2 separate regions of the Nomascus leucogenys genome follow, and region 2 is linked to region 1. A link is a contact called in public Hi-C data. All regions are on one chromosome and are shown on one strand. Each heading gives the region's core, a stretch centred on a gene start, on an enhancer-like site or on the middle of the called end of the contact. The rest is flanking DNA. Distances are from core to core; before and after follow the strand shown. Region 1 overlaps STAT4 (signal transducer and activator of transcription 4). Region 2 overlaps STAT4 (signal transducer and activator of transcription 4).

Region 1 (6,757 bases), core at 1,850-4,349:
TAATGAACTGTATGTAATGAAGCTTTCATAAAAACCTCAAAGAACAGATTTTGGGAAGCTTCTGGGTTGCTGAAGACATGGAGGTGCTAGGAGGGTGGCGCACCTGGACAGGACATGGGAGATCCACACCCCTTCTCCATGCCTTGCACTGTGCATCTCTTCCATTTGGCTGTTCATGTGTATTCTTTGTAATATCCTTGATAGTAAACCAGGAAATATAAGTAAAATGTTCCCCTGAGTTTTGTGAACTGCTTTAGCAAATTCATTGGACCTGAGGAGGGAATAGTGGGAACCCTCAATTTATTGCTGATTGGTCAGAAGTGCAGATCACAACCTGGGACTTACGATGGGCATCTGAGTTGGGGGCAGTCTTGTGGGACTAAGTCCTTAGCCTGTAGGTTAAGGTAAAGAGTGTTAGAATTGGGTTAAATTGTAGACGCCCAGTTTGTGTCTGCTGGAGAACTGGTTGTTAGTGGAGAGAAATCCCCACACATATTTAGGTGACCAGAAGGGAGGTATGGAGAGTAAGAGTAGAAAAAATTTAGTGTTTCCTCTTATAGGTCCCATTGCTCTCACATTTCAGCCTCTATAGTTTAATTTCTTTTTTTCTTTTTGAGAAACAGTCTTGCTCTGTCACCCCGGCAGGAGTGCAGTGGCATGATCTTGGCTCACTGCAACCTCCGCCTCCTGGGTTCAGGCGATTCTCCTGCTTCAACCTCCTGAGTAGCTGGGACTACGGGAGCATGCCATTATGCCCAGCTAATTTTTGTATCTTTAGTAGGGACAAGGTTTTATCATACTGGCCAGGCTGGTCTTGAACTCCTGAGCTCAAGTGATCTGCCTGTCTTGGCCTCCAAAAGTTCTGGGATTACAGGCATGAGCCAACACGCCTGGCCTATAGTTTAATTGCTATTAATAACTATACATATGATAATTCAGTACTGATAGCTTCCTCAGCTCTTTGAGTTATGGAACCTGTGTGTTCACCACCAAATATCAGGGTCTTAAAAGTGTGAGAAACCAGGATTCCGCAGACAGAGCAATGACACTCAGGGTTGTCCATTAGCTTTGGAAAAAAACTTTATGCTTTATACAGTACTTTACTGAACTGAAATGTGGGTGGTGAGAGGGTGATTATTTTCTCAGTGATTCAAAATAATTTCTAATGTTTACTTTAAATCTCTGATGCAATTGTGAGGCACACTTAGAACAAAATCCAGCAAGGAAGCTGACATACTGTACACAAGACTGGAGGAAAGACGCTCTGACCAAATAAAGCATTATTAATTTTCACAGCTTGCATGAGCATCATAGTCTTCCTTATTTCATCAGTGTAGTCTAAGCTAGAACACTATTCAGTCTCACATTTGCAGGTTCCATTCCTCACTGAATGGAAAAACATCATAGATAAGATGCACCACTAGGGCCGGGCGCAGTGGCTCACGCCTGTAATCCCAGCACTTTGGGAGGTTGAGGTGGGTGGATCATCTGAGATCAGGAGTTCAAGACCGGCCTGGCCAACATGGTGAAACCCCGTCTCTACTAAAAAAAAATGCAATTAGCTGGGCATGGTGGTGGGTGCTTGTAGTCCCAGCTACTCAGGAGGCTGAGGCAGGAGAATTGCTTGAACCCTGGAGGCGGAGGTTGCAGTGAGCCGAGATCACGCCGCTGCACTCCAGTCTGGGCAACAAGAGTGAGAAACTCCACCTCAAAAAAAAAAAAAAAAAAAAAAAAGATGCACCATTAAAGTTTGTATCAAAGCCATCTTAATCATCCAAGATGATAACAGATACAAAATATCCATATTAATGATATTTACATTATATGGTACATCACATTATGTGGCACTGAATATAATAGCTGGATTGACTGTATTGTACTTCTAAAGAAAAATATCCATTGGAAAATCTGCTAAGAAACTAGAAAACTGGACAACCAACTTAACCAGGGCTCCACTTGGAAAAAAAAAATACAATCCGATGAAAGGTAGGTCTAGATGTCACCATATTCTTCTCTGTTTCCTCTGCTCAGTGTCTAATAATACACCTTGGAAACCTAGAATATATTAACAAATGGTAATAGCTTTTTTTTTTTTTTTGAGAGATGGAGTCTTGCTCTGTCACCCAGGCTGGAGTGCAGTGGTGCGATTTCAGCTCACTGCAAGCTCTGCCTCTCAGGTTCACGCCATTCTCCTGCCTCAGCCACCCCGGTAGCTGGGACTACAGGCGCCCGCCACCATGCCTGGCTAATTTTTTGTATTTTTTAGTAGAGACAGGGTTTCACTGTGTTAGCCAGGATGGTCTCACTCTCCTGACCTCGTGATCCACCAGCCTCGGCCTCCCAAAGTGCTGGGATTACAGGCATCAGCCACCACGCCTGGCCAACAAATGGTAATAGCTTTTAACTTGACAGAAACCTCTGCTAAGAAAAATATGACTGGGATAAAGGGTGATTTTCATCCAAATTTCTTGCTCATCTCTTAACAATCCATAATTTATTGTAATGTCCCCCATGGAAAACTATGTGGAATAGAAACAATTAAAATAACCCTTTCATTTGGTGAATATTTATTGAGCAGCTATTATGTGCTAGACAGTGGGTTAGATCCTGGGAAACAATAAGAAGAGAGGGAAACAGTGGTCCAATCACATGAGAGATAGCCTTTAATCACAGAATCACAGAATCAGAAGACAGGAATGTAAAATGACAACACTGCCTAGCTCATAAAGCCCTGTGCTGCCTTCTACAAAGTCTAAGGTTTTAGTAATAATTTTATACAATTTCTCCCTCAAAAAAGTGTTGCAACTCTTTAAATTAGTTCAGCGAGAAATCAACTTGCTGTGCAAACGCTTGGGCTAGCTGGGGTGTGAGTAGCGTGTCTGTGTTTGAGAACATTGAACCTTGAAAGAACATCTGTTTGGCTATTTTGTTAAATGAAACTCAAGTCACCCAGGCTTTACTAATAGCTTCATTGTGCTTCATGATTTTCCACCACATAAACAAAATTACCTAACACCTCAGTCTGTGGCTGAAACTGTCATTTATCAGTTAAAGCCCACTGACAAAGAGCAAACTGGAGAGACTGCAATTCCAGCTTCTCTATTCAAACAGTTTTCACATTTCAATAATCACTCTCTAGCTGGCTCCCTGCTAGATAAGGACCTCCAGGGAAAGGTTGCTTCCTGGGAATGTTTATTTTACAGGGACAGACTGATGGTCTCAAAGTCTGGCCACTTTCTAGGTGATGAAATCGTTTATTCACATTGACTCTTCCCAGGAGAGAATAGAGGGGAGAGAAAGGCAGTGCTTGCTAAAGTTGATTTTATGATAGCGTGTCTACAGATTCCTCAAGGAATGTTGTGAAATTCCAAAGCAAATTCTTAAAATTAAATTCATTTTAAAAAATCTAAAGCTCCTACCCTATGTTGCACTTCTGAGGATTAAAGAATCTTAGTCAGAGAAACTTCAGAGATTGTCTAGTCCAATGAATCTAAATGGTTTTTTTTTTTTGACCTTGGTACATATTCTTGAAAGTAAACTTTCCACCAGAGTTTCCATCTGTAAATACGTAAAATAAAGCTTCCTTGATAGAAACAGTCATGAGGGAGCCAGAGCTCCACATTTCCCCAACCCCCAAGGCAAATGGGGTTCCTGAGGTACCTCTTTGGCATCTCTGGGTTTTCTGGGAAGAGAATGGGTCTTGTGCAACTTCCTCCTTTCACCCAATCCTAAAGTCAATAGCCCCTGTAGGTCCTGACAGCTCAGCTCTTCTTGGGTAATCTCAAACAGTCACAGGGTGCTGCAATTCTAGGGAGGTCTGGAATGGCAACTTAGGGAAACTATCATTTATGACATCTTTGTCCATTGTCAATCATTTAATAACTATCTGATACGAACTCTTACAACCACAAAAGTAGAATGGAGGGACCCAAAATTGTGTGTGTGTTTGTGTGTGTGTGTGTGTGTGTGTGTGTGTGTGTGTGTGTGTGATGGAGGTAAAGAGCATTGGAGTGGTAGCAGGAATCCCAGACATGAAATCCCATAAAGGGGCATACACAAATGGTGACCTGAGGTTTCAGGGACCTGGAGCTGGAAGAGGGAAGTGCCCAGGGTCCCCTGAAAGGGACCACATCTCCAGCAGAGCACTTGGCAGGTGAGCAGAGAAGGAGAAAGATCAGCAGTTGTCTGAAGTTAGGTACCATGTTTTAGAGCCCAGTTTTCCCATCTGTATAGATACCTGTTCCCTCCAGAGGAGGCTGATCTGTAAATGCCGTCACCAACATCTACACAGCCCACCACCACTGACTCACACACAGCTCATTCAGTTCTCATAACAACCCTTAGAAGTGTAGATTAACATTAGCACCATTTTGTAGATAAGGAAATTGGGAGTTAGAGAGGTTAAGTGGCTTGTGCAAGCTCAGATTGCCCGAAGAGGCAGAAACCAACACGGCTAACTCCACTATCCCACTGAGGCACGACACAAGTGCAAAAGGAGACAGAGTAGACAAGAGAGGTCAACAACATTTTCCGAGGAAGCAGTATTTTAAATTATGGTGTGAGACAGTCATGATTTCTGAGCAGGTGGGCGAGGTGCAGACACTCTGTGAGATAGATGGGGTGAGGTGATGGGGCAGGAGGAGTGCCAACCAGCTCGCCTCTCCCAGGGAAGGTTCTGCGACCCAGAGGCAGCATAGGAGAGGGGCCGGGAGCAGACTGCCACGGTTTTATCTTGGCCCTGCCATCAACTGCCCCCTCAATCTTGAGTAAGCTGTGTGACCACTCTGTGCCTCAGTTTCCATAACTGAAATAAGTATGAAGCTAATAGTACCTACTTCACAGTCTTGTTGCAAGAGTTACAGAAATCAGTATTAGTGAAGCTGTTAGTGTCCAGTATATAGTAAAAGCCACATGAGGATTGTTGAAGACATTCTTAGCAGGCTACAGGTGCTCACAGATAAGCAATAGGAACTTTTTGAAACTTGAAAATGAGGTTGCGATATCTTAGCTTCCTGTTTTCCTGCAATTTGTGACCACAATCCCTGGCCTCATGACTTTATGAACTTCACTTTATTGTCCGTTCTTTCCTCACTCTTTCCTAACCTTAGTGTGATCATCCCTAATGAATGGCCAAGCCCCTGATTCCCGGCTTATCTTCCTTCATGTGTTTCGTGACTAGTCAACTGTTACTGCTGCACACAACATACGGTTCAATCTGTGGTTTGTTTTTAAATGTACCTAGGAGTCATACTAAAATTCTGCCAACAGATGGAGCTCAAAGAATAGCTTAAAATAAAATTAACCTGATTCGGCAAACCTGGGAAAAAAGGGAAGGAATAAAATCATTCTGACATGACTGTATGATTTTGCTAATCATCAGAAAATAAGAGGAAATACATTGAAGGAAATATAAGTAGACAGTGTTAATAAGACAGTGGTTGGTTTTTCTACAGTGGAAGATGATTTACCTAGATTTCTGTCTCTAGGGAAATTCAAGTGAAGATTTTCATTTTACATTCATAAAGATGACAATATACTACAAGAGTTGAGCTATTTGGATTTATTTGATTTGCTTTACTTAAGAAAAGTTCAGGATAATGATGCTTAGTCTGTTCAGATTCATAAATAATACTCGGATGTCAAACTGAATGAAATGTTGCAACTCTGGCCAGAATTCCAAGGAGATGTGTGAAATGAGCTTTTATTTAAAATGTGCCAATGTTTAACTAGGAAGTTTAGAAAACCTTTATGGGTTTCTATAAGCGGGGAAGAATATCTTTCACTCATTTGTTTTACCAGAATCTCCTTAAACCCAAAAACTCTGCTCCTGTGATTTCTTTGACTGCAGAGACCTGCTTAGGGAGCTCTGCCCTGAGCAGCAATTCTACCCTGGAAGACTGAGCTCGTCTTCGGTGAGGCTATGATGTTTGGCAAATGATCTTTAGGACACAATTAAGGGAATGAAGAATTCTTGGAGGGCAAAATGGTAGGGCATTAAATCTTTTGTGATGGATCTTTATGGTTTTGTGAGGTGTGATAAATTAGATGTCATTGGATGCTGGATTTATAAAGTGCTTTGCCTCCAAACAATTCAAAGATCTTTTTCACAGGAGCTGTGACTATAAAGCCAAGAGTTTGGATCCATATGAACCACCCCAGAAATAAACCTCACTGCTTCAAAATTGCATCACGTAGGTGGTTTTACACCTGCAGCACCTCTGAGCAGGGGCTGTTGAGCATGACTATCCTGATCTCTTAGAGGAAAAAAATGCAATATTTCTTCATCAGTTCATTTGCCAAACATCACATTTTCGGGCCCTGGCAGAGCATGTACTCAAATCCAGGTTTTCTAGTTCCAAATATATAGGTCATTGACTTATGCCTTAGTTTCGAGGTCAACTCAATAGATGTTCTCCAAGGTCATGTTCAGTTCATGATTTGACTGCTCTATCATCAACTAACTCAACGGAGTATTCAGACTGCATCAATTTGTTCTTTCATGCAATTTGTCTAGTGAAATGCAAACCTTAGAGAGCGAGGTAATTGATATCTCAAAATAATAGGGTTGTTTCTTGCCCCACATATCATAATTTTTCAGCCTGACTTCATATATGTGAGAAAATGAGTGAACAAAAATGAAGAATGACAAAGATATTTCTTGATAATGGACTGACTAAAGAAACTATGGCACACCTATAAAATGTAATGTAATGCAAGCAATGTAAATCATGTTCTCCAAGAGTATTTAAAATTATAG
Region 2 (6,757 bases), core at 2,878-5,377, 100 kb after region 1:
TGTGCACTAGAACCATATTGAGTACTGAGGGTGAGGGAGGGGGGTCAGAAAAGGAGATCAGCCTTTTACCCTCAAGGATCTTGTGACCTATTTGACACACATGCAACACATATATATATGAGACATATATATACACACACATATATAATATGCACACATATTTTTATTTTAGGCTGTGCAGGTCATGCTCTATCACAACTTCTGCCATTGTAGTGTAAAAGCAATCATAAACAATATGTAAATATGCAACACATGTGTGTCAAACCAGGTCATAAGGTCCTTGAGGGTAAAAGGGACACAAGGAGATGCTGCTTACCTTGTAGTTGTTGCTGGAGGGCTGGAGGATGAGAACACAGACTAAAGCATACGGTGAAGGTTTTCTTGTTGCACTGGAACCTACATAGATTCTTTAGGGATGGATGGGAACTAGACTGGTGGAAGAGGGATGGAAGAGCATTCCTGGCCATGGGACTGTCATGGACAAGGCTGAGTCATTCAAGAGTGTACGTGACGTGTTCAGGAACAAGTAGTAGATCTATTTTTCTGAGGTAGGGATGTGGAGGAGCTCAAGGAAGATTGTTGGGAAAGGTCTAAAGAGGAAAGATGCTAGAGGGCCAATGACACACGCAGATGAGTTTGTGCTTGAGCTGAAGCGTGACTGGGGGTAACTGCAGGTTTTTGAGCAGTGGCTTCGTGAAATAGAAGTGATGGTTTAACAAGACTTGTCCGATACAACTGGCCAGAGGAGAAGCCTCCCTCACAATCTTATCCTCCTGCCCAACACAAAAGATGGGCTGTTTTCTTACCCCTGATTTACACTGAGAAAATCCTGCTATTTTCCCTACCAACAATAAGAATCATTTATTGAATGCCTACTTTTTGCCAGAAGAAAAGCTCCAGCCTTCTCACAATTCCAAAAGGTAGATAATAATTATCTTTGTTTATATTAAAAGATACAGGTCAGAAGATTAAGTGATTTGCTCAAAGCCACATTTGAGGGTCAGATTCTTAACACAGATCTTCTTGGTTCCAAAGACCATGCATCATCTATTAATATTTTCCCCATCTGTGCTTATCTAGCAAGGTGACCTATAGACTCTTTACTAGTAGGCTAAGAGTTAGCAAACTTTCCTATAAAAGGCCAGATATATGTGATATACATATATATCATATGTAAATATGAGACATATATATACACACATATATAATATGCACACATATTTTTATTTTAGGCTGTGTAGGTCATGCTGTCTCTATCACAACTTCTGCCATTGTAGTGTAAAAGCAATCATAAATAATACGTAAACCAATGAGTGTGGCTGTGTTTCAATAAAACACAGAAATTTGAATTTTATATAATTTTCATGTGTCAGAAATATTATTTTAAATTTTATGATCTATTTTATTTTTATTCTTTTCCAATCACTTAAAAATATAAAAATCATGCTTAGTCATGGGCCATATGAAAACGGGCAGTGGCCTTTTGACTTGTGGGCCATGGCATGCCAATCCCCATTTTAGATTTATAGATTAGAGCACTAAGCTAATAAAGCCACTGTTAAATGATTTGTCTCCATAAAAGACAGATTGCTGTATGCTGCCAAAAATCCTGTTTTGTCCGCAATATGCTGTTGTCCTGTTTTTAGTCAAGTGTCTTGCCGAGTTACAGGGGATTACAAGGTCAAAGATAGCTCAGCGCAATCCAAACAACGATAGGAAAAACAATATATTTGTCCTTCTCACAAATGTAATGTCAAGAACATTTCTGTTATTGTCTAGCTAAAATGTTCTAAAAATGTGTTAATTGTAGGTTTTGGATTCTAAAAATGTCTCCGTGAAAAATGGCACAAAGCACTTTTTCTGTTATCTAATACGTTGTATAGGCACTCAGTAAATATTATAGCAGTCCATGGTCAGGGTTTATTACATTAGAACACCTGGGTTAGGCTCCATATTAGCTTGCTTTTAATTCTTTAGATCCCTGATTCGCTTACTTCATTTACTCACCCCTTAATCAGTAAACATTGCACATCTACCACAAGTCCAGACTTATGCTGGGTGCTGCAAATTCAAAGTTGAACACTAAAGTCCTTGCCTCAAGGAACTCATGATAGAGAGAGAAGTCAAACACATAGAAATAGCAATAATATTGAATATACTAAATGCCACAGTACCGATGTGTTCTGGTGCTGAGGAAACACACAGAGATGGGCTCTGCCTGGGTGAACCAGAGAGTACCAAACAACACTTTTAAAGGAGGGTGAGATCCGAACCAAATCTGGAAGAATACATTCACTCATGATGCTCTCATTTAGGAATGAGAACAATACTAACTCTAACTTGTTATGTAAAAGACAAAGGCAAGGGAGGGCTGCTGGAAAGCCATGAAACTGTGGTCTGGTCAGTGTTGTTGAACTGGATCATAGCTAGTAAACAAGACACATGCAAGTCCCACATGCAACACACTTGTAATGTATTTTATGCACTATACTTTTAGTGTATTTCATTTTCAACATTTCATGAAAAATATTGGGTAATAAAATTGAACACAAAATTTGTAAGCGGTAAGATAACCCAATTTTCCCCAAAATTTCATTTGAAAATAATATAAGGGTATACATTTAATTTTTAACTAACTTTAAGACTCATATATCCAAATATTTTGGAAAAGTAGAATGCATTCTCACCTGAAGGACCTTCCTAATTCTTTTTAGATTGTGTATCAAGAGTAGGTTTTTCTCTTTGGAAACACGACCTAACTGTTCATCCAGTTGTATTAACAAGTTTTGAAGAAGAATCGTTGCCATGGTTTCATTGTTAGAAGCTGCCTCCCTAAAAAAAAAAGGATTATTACACAACAGAAAACAACTTGGTAAAATGTCTACTTTTTTACCATATTAACTTTAAAACAATAAACCTATTACACGGTGATAAGCCTTTAAAAGTTTTAAAAAACTAAATTGTAAACATGAAGAGATGCTCAACATCACTAATCATTAAGGAATTTCAAGTAAAATCAGAGTAAGATACCACTTCATACCCATTAGGGTGGCTATTATAAAAAGGAAAAGAAAAAACAGAAAATGAGTGTTGGTGAGGATACAGAGAAATTGTGCAATGCTGGTGGGAAGGAAAAATGGTCAATCACTGTGGAAAACTATATGACAGTTACCCAAAATATTAAACATAAAATTGCCATATGATCCAGCAATTCCACATCTGGGTATATACCCAAAAGAATTAAAAGCAGGGACTCAAACAGATATTTGCATACCAATGTTCCTAGCAGAGTTATTAACAATAGCCAAAATGTTTAAACAACCCAAATGTCCATTGACAGATACATTTATAAAACAAAATGTGATATATACAAACAATGGAATATTATTGAGCTTCAAAAAGGAAGAATATTCTGATACGATAGCTGTTAAACATGAATGAATTTTGAAAACATTACACTAAGCAAAATAAGTCAGTTACAAAAGGACAAATATTGTGCGATTCCAATTATCTAAAGTACCTAGAGTAGTCAAATTCACAGAGACAGAAAATAGAATGGTGATTGCCAGGGGTTGGGGGTGGAGGACTAGGGAGTTACTGTTTAAAGAGTACAGAGTTTCAGTTTGGAAAGATGAAAAAGTTCTGCAGATGGATAGTGGTGATGGTTGCATAATAATGTGAATATATGTAATGCCACTGAACAGTACACCAAAAACAATGGTAAATTTTATGTTATGTGTATTTTACCACAATAAAAAAGATGGCCAAAAAAATTAAATGGTATAAGATGAATAGAGCTTTGAAGAGTATAAATCTTACTGAGAAAAAAATACTGATTTACATTGAGTCTGTGATAAAGAACTGACAATCAATTGATTTGTTTCTTTTTTAATACATGAAAAATTATTTGGGTTTTTGTTTACAGAGAAAAGAAGCACTAGAATCATTAAGTTTTCATTTACAATGAATGGAACCAGAAATGACAATTATTCCCCTTCTTTGGGAAGGCTTTTCAAATCCTTGAGAAAGTTCTTTACCTGAAAAGAATGCATCTACTGAGTCAAAAGTGGACCATAAAATAAATTCACATGGATAGAGCATCAGACATTTGTGCATCAACTTCTAGGGAAAATATGTTTGATCCTACCAGTCTTGATTTTCAATCCACTGGGCCAACAGATGCCGAATTTCCATGGGAAAGTTGTCATCATAGAATTGATCCACCTGCTCCAAAAACTTGATTTCTAACTGTTGGACTTGATTCCACTGAGACATGCTATAAAAGAAGGGGTACAATTAGAGTTTTAAAATATTGTTCATAGCCCTAGTACATATTTTCTTCTTTCCTTAGAATTAGTCAATGTTGTGACTGAATTCCAATATATCCAAGGATACAAAAATTTCAGTATGGTTTTTTTTCATAATTCAACCCTAATGAAGGGAGCAGCCTTCTTTCTGTGTCCCTAAACTACAGCCTTCCTTGCTCTAAAATGAACTCCTGTTCCACCTGCTCCAGAAAGCTTTCACTCCCACTCCCCCAAACACCCCACATCCTGCCCACAGCTGCCTACGTGGATTTCTATTATCAACAAGCTCTTTCCCTATCTCTTGTCCCCTCAACACTTGGAGCAACTTGAAGGCAAACATATTTGACATTTACTATACCTCCTGAAACCCTCTAAGACTTTATATTTGAGGAACAACCCCCCAAGAAGCTTCTTTTATATGAAATTGCCAAATTTCTTTCTTCTTTATTTCAGATTTGTCTGGCTTCTAGAGTCAGCTTTATGTTCCTGACTTCTAGTCCGATTTTGTCTTAGCTTCATGAAGAATTTTATGTATGCATTTTCGTAGGCTCCAGTTTTTTAAATTAAAAATATTTCTGAACCAGTGAATGTGTTTTGTTTCTCTCTGTGAGGATCCACTATAGGTGGGCAAAGCTCTTAAAGGATGTAGTCTTTTTGTCTCTGAGAAACATCTGATAGTGGTTAAACCCTCAAGTTACTTAAGGAGTAAGAAACCACACTTGATACCTATTTGGCAGCCTGTCATAAAACAAAAGTACGCATTTCCCCCTTGTAACCCTACTCTGGCCAATTTAATTGAAGGTGTAGACATATTTCCTAACTCAGAGAAATTAGTATGACACTGCCTCCTTGAAATTACAGCATTTTATGTTTTTGAAAGTCAAATTTTTGGTTGTTTTCTCAGCAATTCTAAGTCAAGTAAAAACACCAAACCCCCTTTTACATGATTAATCACCATAACATTTCAACATATCTCATAGATAGGCTAAGGTTTCCTTTTGCCTATACAACACCAGGGTAATTTCATATATTTCATATACATATTATTCAGGTTTCAAATAGAATCATTTTGAGCACCTTTTCCCTGAGCTCCTGGTAAATGACTTAAAATTTATAGAAAAACATGTTGCCAATGTTTTGCTAAAGAGAAAGCAAGCGGGAAAAGAAGTAATGTTTTATTTGCATATCATTTTATATTTATGAAAACCTTTACACTTTACAATTCTAGGCATATTGTAAACGCTCAATCAATGCTTGTTAAATGAAGAATGAGTGGCACTCCTGACATTGCTATGAATAGGGTAGGTGGATATAAGTAGTATGTCAACTTTAAAAAGGAAAAACTTGAAGATCAAATAGGCGAAATGACGCCTGCCTAATGTATGAGGCTTCTAAGGGGCAACCTGAGGTTTTCTGAGCCTGAACCATTTGTCTTTCCAGATATTGGGTGTGTATATATTCCACACAAAATTGGAACATTTGTTCTCATGCTACTATCAACATAAAATATCTATCAATCTATTTTAGTTAATGACAACAGAGAACATGAGTTGAAAATAGCATTACAATTTTTCATCATACTATTGTTAAACCCCTGCTACGATTTGGACGAAAATCTGTTTTCTAACTAAAACTTACAGGTAGATGGGAGGAATAAGTTCTAGTGCTGTAACACTAGGATGAATATGGTTAACAATAACTTAGTGTATATTTTCAAAAAGCTAAGGGGATTTTGAACATTCACAACACAAAGTAATGATAAATGTTTGAGGTGATGGATATGCTGAATATCCTTTGATCATAACACATTGTTCATATTTATTGAAATATCACTCTATATTCCATAAATATTTACAATTGTGTGTCAAAGAAAATAAAAGGAAAATTTAAAAAATAAAAATAAACACGGAAAAAATCACTACTAAGATCTGAGTCTTTCGGAGAGCTGAATTCAAAGCTGAAAAAAGGAAGAAGAAGGAATACATAGTCCTAGGACATTTTCTACTGCAGCCTCTGGGAACGCCTTTAGACATCCTCCAGCAGATTTCTTTGCTTTCACTCTCTAGGGGATATTTCTTTCTCATGAAAACTGTTACCTTGCTTCTGAAAACTGAGTGCCTGTCTGTTCTTTTTGCGTGCAGTCCCTAGAAGATCCCACTAAAGGGGCATTTTGTCCCACTGTCTGTGAGCTGGTGGTGCCGCTTTGGGTCTGTGGCCTGTAGCTTGCAAAAGGAGATGACCTGCCCTAAAATGTCACTCGCGCCCATCAAAGCCACAGTCACCGGCTGCCGTAGATGCAAGCTTTTTTCTGAAATCCAGGTACGCTAATCTAAAGTCAGACATCACAGCTCTAGAGAAGCTGGCTTAAGAAAGTGAAGAGGGGCTCACTTTCAGCCTCCGCGAGGACACACCTCCGCAGCCGCCGCAGCTCCCCTGGCCCCCGCTGGGAG

The links. A called contact is a pair of places that touch in the nucleus more often than the background predicts.
Region 2: a contact with region 1 is called in a Hi-C map of a lymphoblastoid cell line, with 4 times the contacts expected there. The contact joins two enhancer-like sites. A contact is called at or near these places in 2 of 4 Hi-C or Micro-C datasets (a lymphoblastoid cell line and an unstated tissue).

What each region holds. Positions count from the first base shown.
Region 1 is chr22a:91,401,277-91,408,033 of Asia_NLE_v1, forward strand. All of the region lies in intron 15 of STAT4 (signal transducer and activator of transcription 4), which reads right to left. Among named protein-coding and RNA genes, the nearest start is that of STAT1, 37 kb to the left of the region's middle. Within about 2 kb of position 3,100, the one cell type or tissue checked has an H3K27ac peak away from gene starts, as active enhancers do. A contact at or near this core is called in a lymphoblastoid cell line, where this site is marked.
Region 2 is chr22a:91,501,679-91,508,435 of Asia_NLE_v1, forward strand. It overlaps STAT4 (signal transducer and activator of transcription 4), which reads right to left. Exons shown (of 25, transcript XM_030803606.1): 3 at 4,148-4,276; 4 at 2,688-2,832. Among named protein-coding and RNA genes, the nearest start is that of STAT4, 29 kb to the right of the region's middle. Within about 2 kb of position 4,128, the one cell type or tissue checked has an H3K27ac peak away from gene starts, as active enhancers do. A contact at or near this core is called in a lymphoblastoid cell line, where this site is marked.